Linked DNA regions of Neogale vison: region 1 is linked to region 2. Evidence: chromatin contacts called from public Hi-C data. All regions are on one chromosome and are shown on one strand. The core of a region is the stretch at or near the end of the contact, and the rest is flanking DNA. Distances in the headings are between cores, read along the strand shown. Region 1 holds the start of DENR (density-regulated protein). Region 2 holds the start of KNTC1 (kinetochore-associated protein 1).

Region 1 (4,916 bases), core at 2,197-4,696, 140 kb before region 2:
GGCTCGTATTTTTTGCAGTTGTTCAAAAGCCACTTTAGGAGTCACATAAGCAATTTAACAAGAAGGTTTTCACATACCATATTTCATCAATGCTAAATTTTTTTTTTTAAGATTTTTTTTTTGGGGACGCCTGGGTGGCTCAGTTGGTTGGACGACTGCCTTCGGCTCAGGTCATGATCCCGGAGTCCCGGGATTGAGTCCCGCATCAGGCTCCCAGTTCCACAGGGAGTCTGCTTCTCTCTCTCTGACCTTCTTCTCGCTCATGTTCTCTCTTCTCACTGTCTCTCTCTCAAATAAATAAATAAAATCTTAAAAAAAAAAAAAAAATTCTTTTTTTAAAGATTTTATTTATTTATTTATTTGACAGATAGATCACAAGTAGGCAGAGAGGCAGGCAGAGAGAGAGGGGGAAGCAGGCTCCCCGCTGAAAAGAGAGCCCGATGCGGGGCTCGATTCCAGGACGCTGGGAGCATGACCCGAGCCGAAGGCAGAGGCTTTAACCCACTGAGCCACCCAGGTGCCCCTTTTTTTAAGATTTTATTTACTTATTTGACACAGAGAGAGAGATCACAAGTAGGCAGAGAGGCAGGCAGAGAGAGATAGGGAAGCAGGCACCCTGCTGAGCAGACAGCCTGATGTGGGGCTCGATCCCAGGACCGAGATCATGACCTGAGCCAGAGGCAGAGGCTTAGCCCACTGAGCCACCCAGGCGCCCCAATCAATGCTAAATTTTTTATAGGGATTATTTTATAATTATGGCATGTTAATTTGACAATTTTCTTTCTTAGTAGAACATAAAATAGTGGTGAATCTTATAAAACATGGAGTCTTAGATTAGATGAAATAGAGTACAAAAATCAATAGCTCTTTACCAGTTGACAAAGATAAATACACTATACTAAACTAGTATAGTTCTCTAATAATAAAACTTACTGTACTATGTTCTTGTGTTAGTTGCTATATCAGAAGCTTTACACAAATCACCTTAGGACATAATCATCATTTCATTATACAGACCTTAAGAAACACACCTTTAATCCTTAAATGAATTAGGTAACTTGCCCAAGGTCACATAGCTGGTAATGCTGGAGTCAGGATGCAGACACTAGTCTGTGACTCCAAAGGCAAACAAGATGACCAAGTAAGACTAGTATCGTAACAAAACTCAATCAACCCTATAAAAAGTTTCTCTGCCTTATTCTCACTGAGGTATTTTATAATTTTTACTCTCGAAGATATCCGACAAATACCAAGTTGACAACATTTTTTTAACTCAGTGATATCCCCTCTCCTTCGGTAGTAAACTAAACTCCAGATGATGTCTCTTATTATACTTAAAAAATGTAAAGTCTCCAAACACAAGGACCTTTCTCGACTTATCCAATCACTACTCAGTCCCTGGCACCTAAAACACTGTGAGGCACCAAGTAAGTGGTCAAAAATATTTCCTGAGAAAAATTAGTATTTCCTTGCCCCCTCTGCTATCCTGTACCTTCAGATTTTTCTGAAACTTTGCAAAATGCTAATAAAATCAGAACCATTTCCAATTCAAATATTTCTGCATTGAAAATGAGGGAAATGGGGCCCCTGGGTGCCTCAGTGGGTTGAGCCTCTGCCCAGCTCGGGTCGTGATCTCAGGGTCCTGGGATCGGGCCCGCATCAGGCTCTCTGTTTGGTAAGAGACCTGCTTCTCCCTCACCCTCTCCCTGTGCTTGTGTTCCCTCTCTCTGTGTGTCTCTGTCAGGTAAACAAATAAAACCTTTTAAAAAAAGAGAGAAAATGAGGGAAAACACTCTAAGAAAAAAAGAATCTAGATTCAATCTAACAGATATATTAGTGATGAAACCAAGAAGACTTTCCCAAGACTGTCCCATGACCCACTGTTCCAACCTCATCAACTTCCATTCCTCACTGACACCCTCCCTATCCTATATCCACACTATACTAACCCAAAGCTGCTCACTTCTCCGCAGATGTGAATCAAGTCCTTTCTTGCAGACCTGCTCACTTCATCTGGGATGCCCTTCCCCACGTCCTCACCCGGTCCTTGTCATCCCTTTAGACTCAGTATCTTCCAAGAACAACTCCTCTAATAGCCAGGCTACCAAGTAACATTAGATTGAAATCATCCATTTCCAAATCTCTATTTCTGACTGTAAGCGTCTCCAGGCCAAGTAGCAAGACACAAGTCATACACGTCAGGGGAAAAACAAGTTAACCCATGCCTCCCCTTCACCAACACCCTCCAGCCCCCAACTGAGGATTTCCCCGATAACAAAGACAGATGAGAAGAGGATTAACAGGACCAAATGTGATACTACTATCACAATGCATAAAAATAAAGGGAGCATTAAAGAGCCATTTTCTGCTTTGTAACACTTGCCTCCACAGTAAAGGACTCGAAGTGGGTAGTCTGCATCTATCTTGGTATTGCCCCTCGGGTCTCCTCTGCAATCATGCCCACCGGATTCAGAAATATCAGCAGCCATCTCCCAAACCTGTAAGCAAGGAAAATAACACATTTTCACTCTTTCGGACCAAGACCCCAAAAAGGCACTGTTCAGATGTAGCCTCACCCCTCGCACTAGCAATACCTCACCCCTAAATCTATTTCGATTCTGTTCTTAAGTGAAGGATACAAGCTGCATTAAGATTCACAAAATACACGCAATTCTGGGCACAGAACTACCAGCTCCACAGGTCTACAGGGAAGCAAGTGACAGCAGCAAAAAGACCGTGAAGAATTGGGGTGGGAGGGGGGGGTGGGGAGGGCAGCAGGGGAAAGAGGAAGCAACAGAATAATAGGATGGGGAGGATGATCCCTAGTGACGGGACAAAAGGTCTGGGGGTGATCTGGGAGGGATGCAAACTGCAGCAAAAAAAAAAAAGGCCACAAAGCAGCTGGAGGAAAAGAGGCTTAAAAAGCCTACGAAGAAGGGGTGGGTGACTAGAGGTGCCCTGGGTACAGGGTGTGGGGGCAGCTCAACGCCAAGGGAGGGACACAGGAATCAGGGAAGGGGATGGAAGTGGGAGGGGGCGGGGAGACCAGAATCTGAAGAGAGAAAATGGGGGCAGAAGAATCAGCAAGGGTCAGAATGTAAGAGCACTGGGGCGACAAGGGCGGCCAGGACTTGGGGGAGGATCTGAGGCAAAGGGGCAATCCCGGGGACACCAGAGAGGCCCATGTGGGCGGGGGTGTGGAGACGCCCGGCCCGGCCCCCTTCCGCCGGGCAGCACCTCGGCTTCCCCCACGCTCTCTACGAGCTTCTCCGAAGAGCGAAAGGCACAAGGGGTCGTTACCCGGGCGGTCGCACAACCCCCGCCGCCTCCGCTCCCGCCACTACCGCCAGCTGAAGCGACACATGCAACTCCTCTTCCCCGGCCAGGGCCGCCTGAAAGCCCGTCTGCCAGCCGCGGTCCCGCGAGACAACAAGCCTTTATCGCGAGATTCAGGCCGCCGCTGGGCGGCTGTCGCGAGAAGCCTGGAGGCGGAGGCGGAGGGGCCTTGAGGAGCATGCGCGTTTCGTTCGAGGGCGGGGCCAAGCCTCCGAACGGCTGACAGCCAGTAGGCGGTGCTCGTTACCCGCGGGAGAGAATGGGCGTTCGGCGTACTCCGCGTGGAAGCGGGCGCGGATGCAGTGGGGAAGTGAGCCGTAGTCATCAGTGACTCCCTATTAATGAGCTGGGGAATGTTGCCCCGCGTTTGGGGTGCATCCGGGAGTCCTGACTAACCTCCAGCCTGTTGGATAAGTCACTCCTCCGCGGGGAGATGGCAGCTGGAAAAGGCGTTTGGTTTCAACACCTCTCCTTGCACTGGCTGAATTATTCTGGAGATGATCATGTCAGCGCTCCTTAGATTGTTTTCATCGCCCATAATCTCACCACCCTAACAGCTGTTTTCATCGCCTTCCTCGTATTTACCTATCCTTACATGGGTTGCAAATTGGAATTAATCTCTCGGATCTCCGGCTTTCAGCAGCCAGAAGCCGGGTAGACAGAACCACACGCGGGGGTGGGGGGGAGGTTGGCGTCTCAGCTCTGCTTCCGTCTGGTTGTTTTCCTTCGGGAATTCCTCACCGAGCTCCGCCTGAGTCCCATTTGTGAGATGGGAACAACATGACAGTGCTTGCAGATCGCTGAGGGTTGGGAAAATGATGACCAAAATGTGCTTCGTAGTCGTATTTTGTTTTGTCCCCCACCTCTTTGCTTCCTTCCCTGCCAATTTCTTTTGCCGCCGCCACCACCACCACCTTTAAATTTTCTGCTCAAGATTTACTTCGTGTGCACAAAGCCATCTGGCACAATCTTTTCCACCAGAGACTGTGGCCTCCACTTTGACATCTTTCTTAAAAGAGGAGTCCCTCCTTTCCCCCATAGAAGAGTCCATTCTCTTTAACTAGTGAAAGAAGATCTTATTCCCAAACGTGGTTGAGTCCAATAATAATAGCTTTCTGTTCCAATAATAACTTCCATTTACTGAAACCCAGCTGCCACTATGTGCCAATAACCTGCTCATTTGGGAATATAGAGTCCGGGGGATTCACTCCACAAAATTACCTTGTGTTCCTAGTATGCGCTAAGCACTGTGCTAGGCACTGGAAACACAGTGAACAAGAGACAAGTGTCTACTCTTGCTAAACTTAACCGTCTTAAAAGTGATAGCTGATTTGATCCTTACAATACCCCCCCCAGGTATTGTCTTTGATTTCCAGATGGTAAAATTGTAGCTCAAAGGTGGAATGAATTAAGTTGACATGTGCTTAAAATCACACAGCTAGGGGCACCTGGGTGGCTCTGTGGATTAAAGCCTCTGTCTTCAGCTCAGGTTGTGATTTCAGGGTCCTGAGATCTAGCTCCGCATCAAGCTCTCTGCTCAGCAGGGAGCCTGCTTCCTTCCTCTCTCTCTGCCTGCCTCT
Region 2 (4,848 bases), core at 1,408-3,907:
ATAAGTAAATACACACACACCCACACCAATCAATGAAGACCTTTCTGTGTTATTTCTGTAGTCACTAGATACTTCAGACCAGTAAGATAGATGAACTAGAGCTATGATTATCATCAGAGAACAATATAGTCATCTAGGGGCACCTGGGTGGCTCAGTGGGTTAAGCCTCTGCCTTTGGCTCAGGTCATGATCTCAGGGACCTGGGATCTAGCCCCAAATCAGGCTCTCTGCTTAGCAGGGAGCCTGCTTCCCCCCCACACCTGCCTGCCTCTCTGACTACTTGTAATCTCTGTCAAATAAATAAATAAAATCTTTAAAAAATATATATATATATATATATATATATATCTGTATCTGTCTAGGATCAGACAAATTTGATCTCACCAATGTATCCTAGAGCTTCTAGTATGTTGTGTGCCTAGCTTAAACTTATAACTTGGGGCGCCTGGTGGCTCAGTGGATTAAGCCGCTGCCTTCGGCTCAGGTCATGATCTCAGGGTCCTGGGATCGAGTCCCGCATTGGGCTCTCTGCTCGGCAGGGAGCCTGCTTCCTCCTCCTCTCTCTCTCTCTGCCTGCCTCTCTGCCTACTTGTGATCTCTCTCTGTCAAATAAATAAATAAAATCTTAAAAAAAAAAACAAAAAACTTATAACTTAAACTTATAACAAGTTTTCATTTGAAATAAGCCTTTTAGCAGTATAGCAATAAATAGCAGGAGACCTAAAGTCAGACTGAGAAGATATCTGAGGATGGTTAAGGTTCCAAAGAAACTTTTTAAAAAGTCAATTAATGTTTCCAGTATTATAACAATAAATGAAAATGCTAAGGGGAAAGGGGAAAAATTGGATTAGGTTTCTGACTGAATCAAAGATTATACCTGTAACCTAGGAGAGTCACTTGAACATCTCATCAGCCGAGACTTATGTAACTCATTTTGTGTGCTGTGAGTTGGAATAGAATACGAAGATGAAAAATAATCCCTGATCAGTCACTGGTGGAGAATAGCAACCAAATAATTACAACTGTTTTGATAAGTGCTAGCAAAAGTAGGTTTTAAATTTTATGGAACATACAGCACAGCAAAGGTGCTTTTCACTTATAACCAGTTGTCTTCGAGAAAGCAACGTAATCCTTCTTCTGTTCCTCAGTTACCTGTAATAGGAATAGTTGTACCTGCAAAGGTAATGAGTTTTAAATACTCATGCAACAGTGCTTGGTTCATGGCAAGCACTCAATATTAAGCGTTAGGTAATTTATCATTTTCATTGGTGAAAACAGGTAACATTTAGGCTATGGTCATAGGAGGTTTTTAAATATAGGAAAGGAGCTGTTACCAAGAGTGTGAGCAAAGGTACAAAACAAAGCTTGTTAGAACAAACAATAGTTCTAGTGGCTCGTGTTTTTGGGTGGGAGTTGGAAGGAGATTAAGACAGGAGGGACAGGCTCGGGTGAGTACTTTGATGGGTCTCTGTGCCCCACATATGAAAAAAATAGAGAAATACTATCAACCTTCCAGAGCTGTCAAGTCACTCATTCAACAAGTGTTTATTGATGCCTACTTTGTATCAGGGAGTGCTCTAGAGCAAGAATACAGCTCAGAAGTCAGAAAAGCCCTGTCATCATTACAAAGTTTATATTAGTCTAAGAAGGACAAACAAAACAGTTAACATGTATTGAGTATGCACAGCAGTTTTGAATGCTCTACTCATTTAATCTGCACAACAACCCATTTTGCAGCAGAGGCACAAGCCAGGGATTAAATAAATGGCCAAGTCACCTAAATTGAGTAAATGATATAGTTAGACAAAATTCAAATTCACACCTATTAACTGTTGTGTTACCTCCCTACAAAAATAAGTAAGTGCCCAATTACGAACAGTGCTAAAGTTTTGAACTAAACGATGCTCAGGTGGGGGCCAAGGGGTCAAATAAGAACCTGTTGGGTAAAGGAAAGAGAGAACATGGGAGCTGAGATCCCAAGGGCAAGAAGCCAACTCTGCAAAGCTCGGAGAGAAAAAAGAGATGCAGGCCAGTGCAAAGGCTCGGAGGCTGGAAGGAGTTTGGGGCGGCTGCTGGGCCACAGCAAAAACGGAACAGTTCAAAAGCTAAACGAATCCTCAACTTTAAGATTGGGTTTTTATGCTCGGTACTACAGGGGAAAGACACTGAGGAGACGAGTGACCTGATTTGATAAACGATTTTTGATCAGTCGAGAGGCTGGGTGGAGAACCGATTAGCGAATTAGGTGAAATGAAAGTGTCAGTTAGGCCCCCATGCACAAACGCTCGCCACCGGACAACGGACCAGCAAGAACCGACTTCAAACTCACTCCCGCCAGCTTCTTGATGGGAAAACACCCGAACTGAGCTGAGGCCGCTGTTACTACGACCTGAACCCACCCCCAGGTCTCTACAGCAGCGCATTTCCCCCTCCTCACCTGCAACTGAAGAAACTAAAGAAGAACACTCAAACTTATCGTCCCTCTTCCTGCCACCCACAACTGTCCCTAATCGCTTCAGGTTCTAGCCCACGGGTTTAAATTGGCGGGAGAACACCAAACCCAACCCCTTTTACGGCAGCCGGAGGAGGCCAAAATTGCTTTAAAATCGAACTAGGAAGTTGCCCCACCTTAAATTCCACCCATTCCGATTTCCCGGCTGCGCATTCTAGGGTGTATTCTTGGCTCCGCCCCCTCTCTGGCCTTACACGCCCCTTTCAGAAGAACAACCAATCACTTCCTCGAATCGCGTTGCTATAGAGACTCTTATCACCACCCTTTTTTTTTTTTTTCCCAGCAAGCTGTGCGACGCGCCGGGCCTCATCCCCTTTGTGCCATCCGGGTCTCTCGCGCGAGCGATTTAGTCTGTGGCGAAGCGTCGGGGCGGCCGGTACAGTTGAGAGCGGCAAGTGGAGGCGCCGCCCTAGCGGCCAGGACTCTGGACTATGGCGGTAGGTGCCGACGCTGAGTATAAAACCCGGGGTATTTTTCTGCTACTCTCCAAAGAGCGGGTGAACGGCTCCCAGAGCTGTTGTCCGCGCGTGTGTGGACAAAATGGCGCCGCGGCCTTCTTCTGCGCCCGCCATCATGGCTGCCTGCTGTAGGGAGGGGGAAATGAGGCGGTGTCGGTGTCGGTGGGGGTGGGGAGCCGCAGGGAGTGTCTTTTTTTTTTTTCCAGAACTTTCCTCATCCCTCTCCTAGGCCTGTATTCCGTTCCACTCGTAGACCGGTCTCCAGCTTAGCTAACTCATTATTGTTAGTCGTTTTTATTGAGTTTCATTAGGGCTTGGGAATTTCTGTTCGCGTTGGGGAAGGGCTGGGGAAGAGAGAAAAGGGATGGGGGGGGGGTCTTTGAAAAGTATGGGATCAGAAAGGCGTTGTCTGTAAGGAGTAGAATGGAAGAAGAGAATCGTCTTGTAACGTTTTGGGGGGTGATTTTTTTGCTTACGCTCAGTAAAATTCTAGTTGCATAATTTTAATTAGTGTTTTGTCTGTGAAAACCTTAGTTTATTCCTTAGTACGGAGCTGAGGAAGCTGTTGCTCAAAGGGAGTAAAAAAAAAAATCGACTTAATTCCGAGAGGGCTTTGAACTACGAATTCCGATTGTCGTTCGTTTCCGAAGCGGCTCGTGATGTAATCATTTTGAAGTCTTTGAGAAGGATTATAATAAAGCCTTATCATTGGCGTTGTTTCTTAAATTTAAGAACCCTTCATTGACCCATTTAATTTTAAATAAGAACACTAGTTCTTTTAAAAAGCCTGCTTCGGGTATAGGATGCTCAGTTCTGCTGGATCACATTATTGTGACTACTTCGTTTTTCTTAACCCTGTTAAAAGAAAAATGCAAGCATCTTGTGTTCTTTTCGATTAACTAGAAAGTTCTATGTACTCCAAAAATAAGTAGGACTATAAACATACCGGAAGATTCGTAATTTGCCCTTGCTAAAAATTGGGGTATCTGAAATTAGGATGGTTTCTGCACTCCCCTCCCCCAATACCTAATTGAATTAAGAACCTTTTTTTTTAATAAGGTTTCAAACAGTTGGAAGGCTGTTTGGTGTTTGTGCAATTAATTGATGTAATGTTTTCCTTTGTTTAAATAGTGTTTTGGGCCTTTTAAGGTACTTTAAAGAATAGTGGTGTTTTACTTGGGCTCAAATATATTAAAAAAATAAAGTCCGTTCATACATTTGGTGCTGCAGTGCCTCCTTCAATAAAGAGACACAGTTCCCTGGAGAAGTGGCCTAGTATTAAATCCAGTGTACCTTCTTTGCACTGGAGAAAGATTTGTGTACTGTCTTGAGCATTATTAGGGTTTTAAACGGGATGTAAATGTTAAGATTACAGTGGTGAAAAAGCAGGTGCTGGAGTAGAGGACAGTTTTGCAGTTAGCATTTAAGATTTAGTATGTACACCCTGATAAATTGAAATAAAGCTTAGTAATTTTCAGAGAAATTTTATTCACTTCATTTTTTGGATACTTTTCACTAGGGCACTATAAAATAACCTCATGGAAATAAAAGTTTTGTGTGGGAGAAGTGGCCACCTATCATTTGTAGTCTGTTTAGTGATAGAATGGTTGTTTTTGTTTGTTTCTATAGTGTATTTTACAGGTGAAAATGGCTCTTTGGTGTAAGTTTTTATCTTGTATTACAGGGTACCTTTCTAAGCAAAGGGCATTTGACTTCCCTGATGCCAAGCTTCTCCCATGTTAAGCAAGTAAATAAGCCATTGACTGAAAACTTGTACTGCCTGGTCTAGATGCTGCCTTTTCCATCAGAAGGTGGTTTTCCATTCTGGTCATGATCTCTGTAAGAGTGAATGAGACGTGCCAGTGGTTTAGGAATGCT

What was found. Hi-C and Micro-C count contacts between places; a contact is called where the count stands out from the background.
Region 1: a contact with region 2 is called in a Hi-C map of fibroblasts, with 3 times the contacts expected there. The contact joins the promoter of DENR here to the promoter of KNTC1 in region 2. A contact is called at or near these places in 2 of 3 Hi-C or Micro-C datasets (fibroblasts and muscle).

The regions. Positions count from the first base shown.
Region 1 is chr3:197,250,766-197,255,681 of ASM_NN_V1, reverse strand. It overlaps DENR (density-regulated protein), which reads right to left and starts at 3,446. Exons shown (of 8, transcript XM_044243475.1): 1 at 3,345-3,446; 2 at 2,384-2,498. The coding sequence starts at 2,489.
Region 2 is chr3:197,108,123-197,112,970 of ASM_NN_V1, reverse strand. It overlaps KNTC1 (kinetochore-associated protein 1), which reads right to left and starts at 2,657. Exons shown (of 64, transcript XM_044243442.1): 1 at 2,629-2,657. RSRC2 (arginine/serine-rich coiled-coil protein 2) reads left to right here and starts at 2,811. Exons shown (of 10, transcript XM_044243438.1): 1 at 2,811-2,949. The coding sequence starts at 2,944.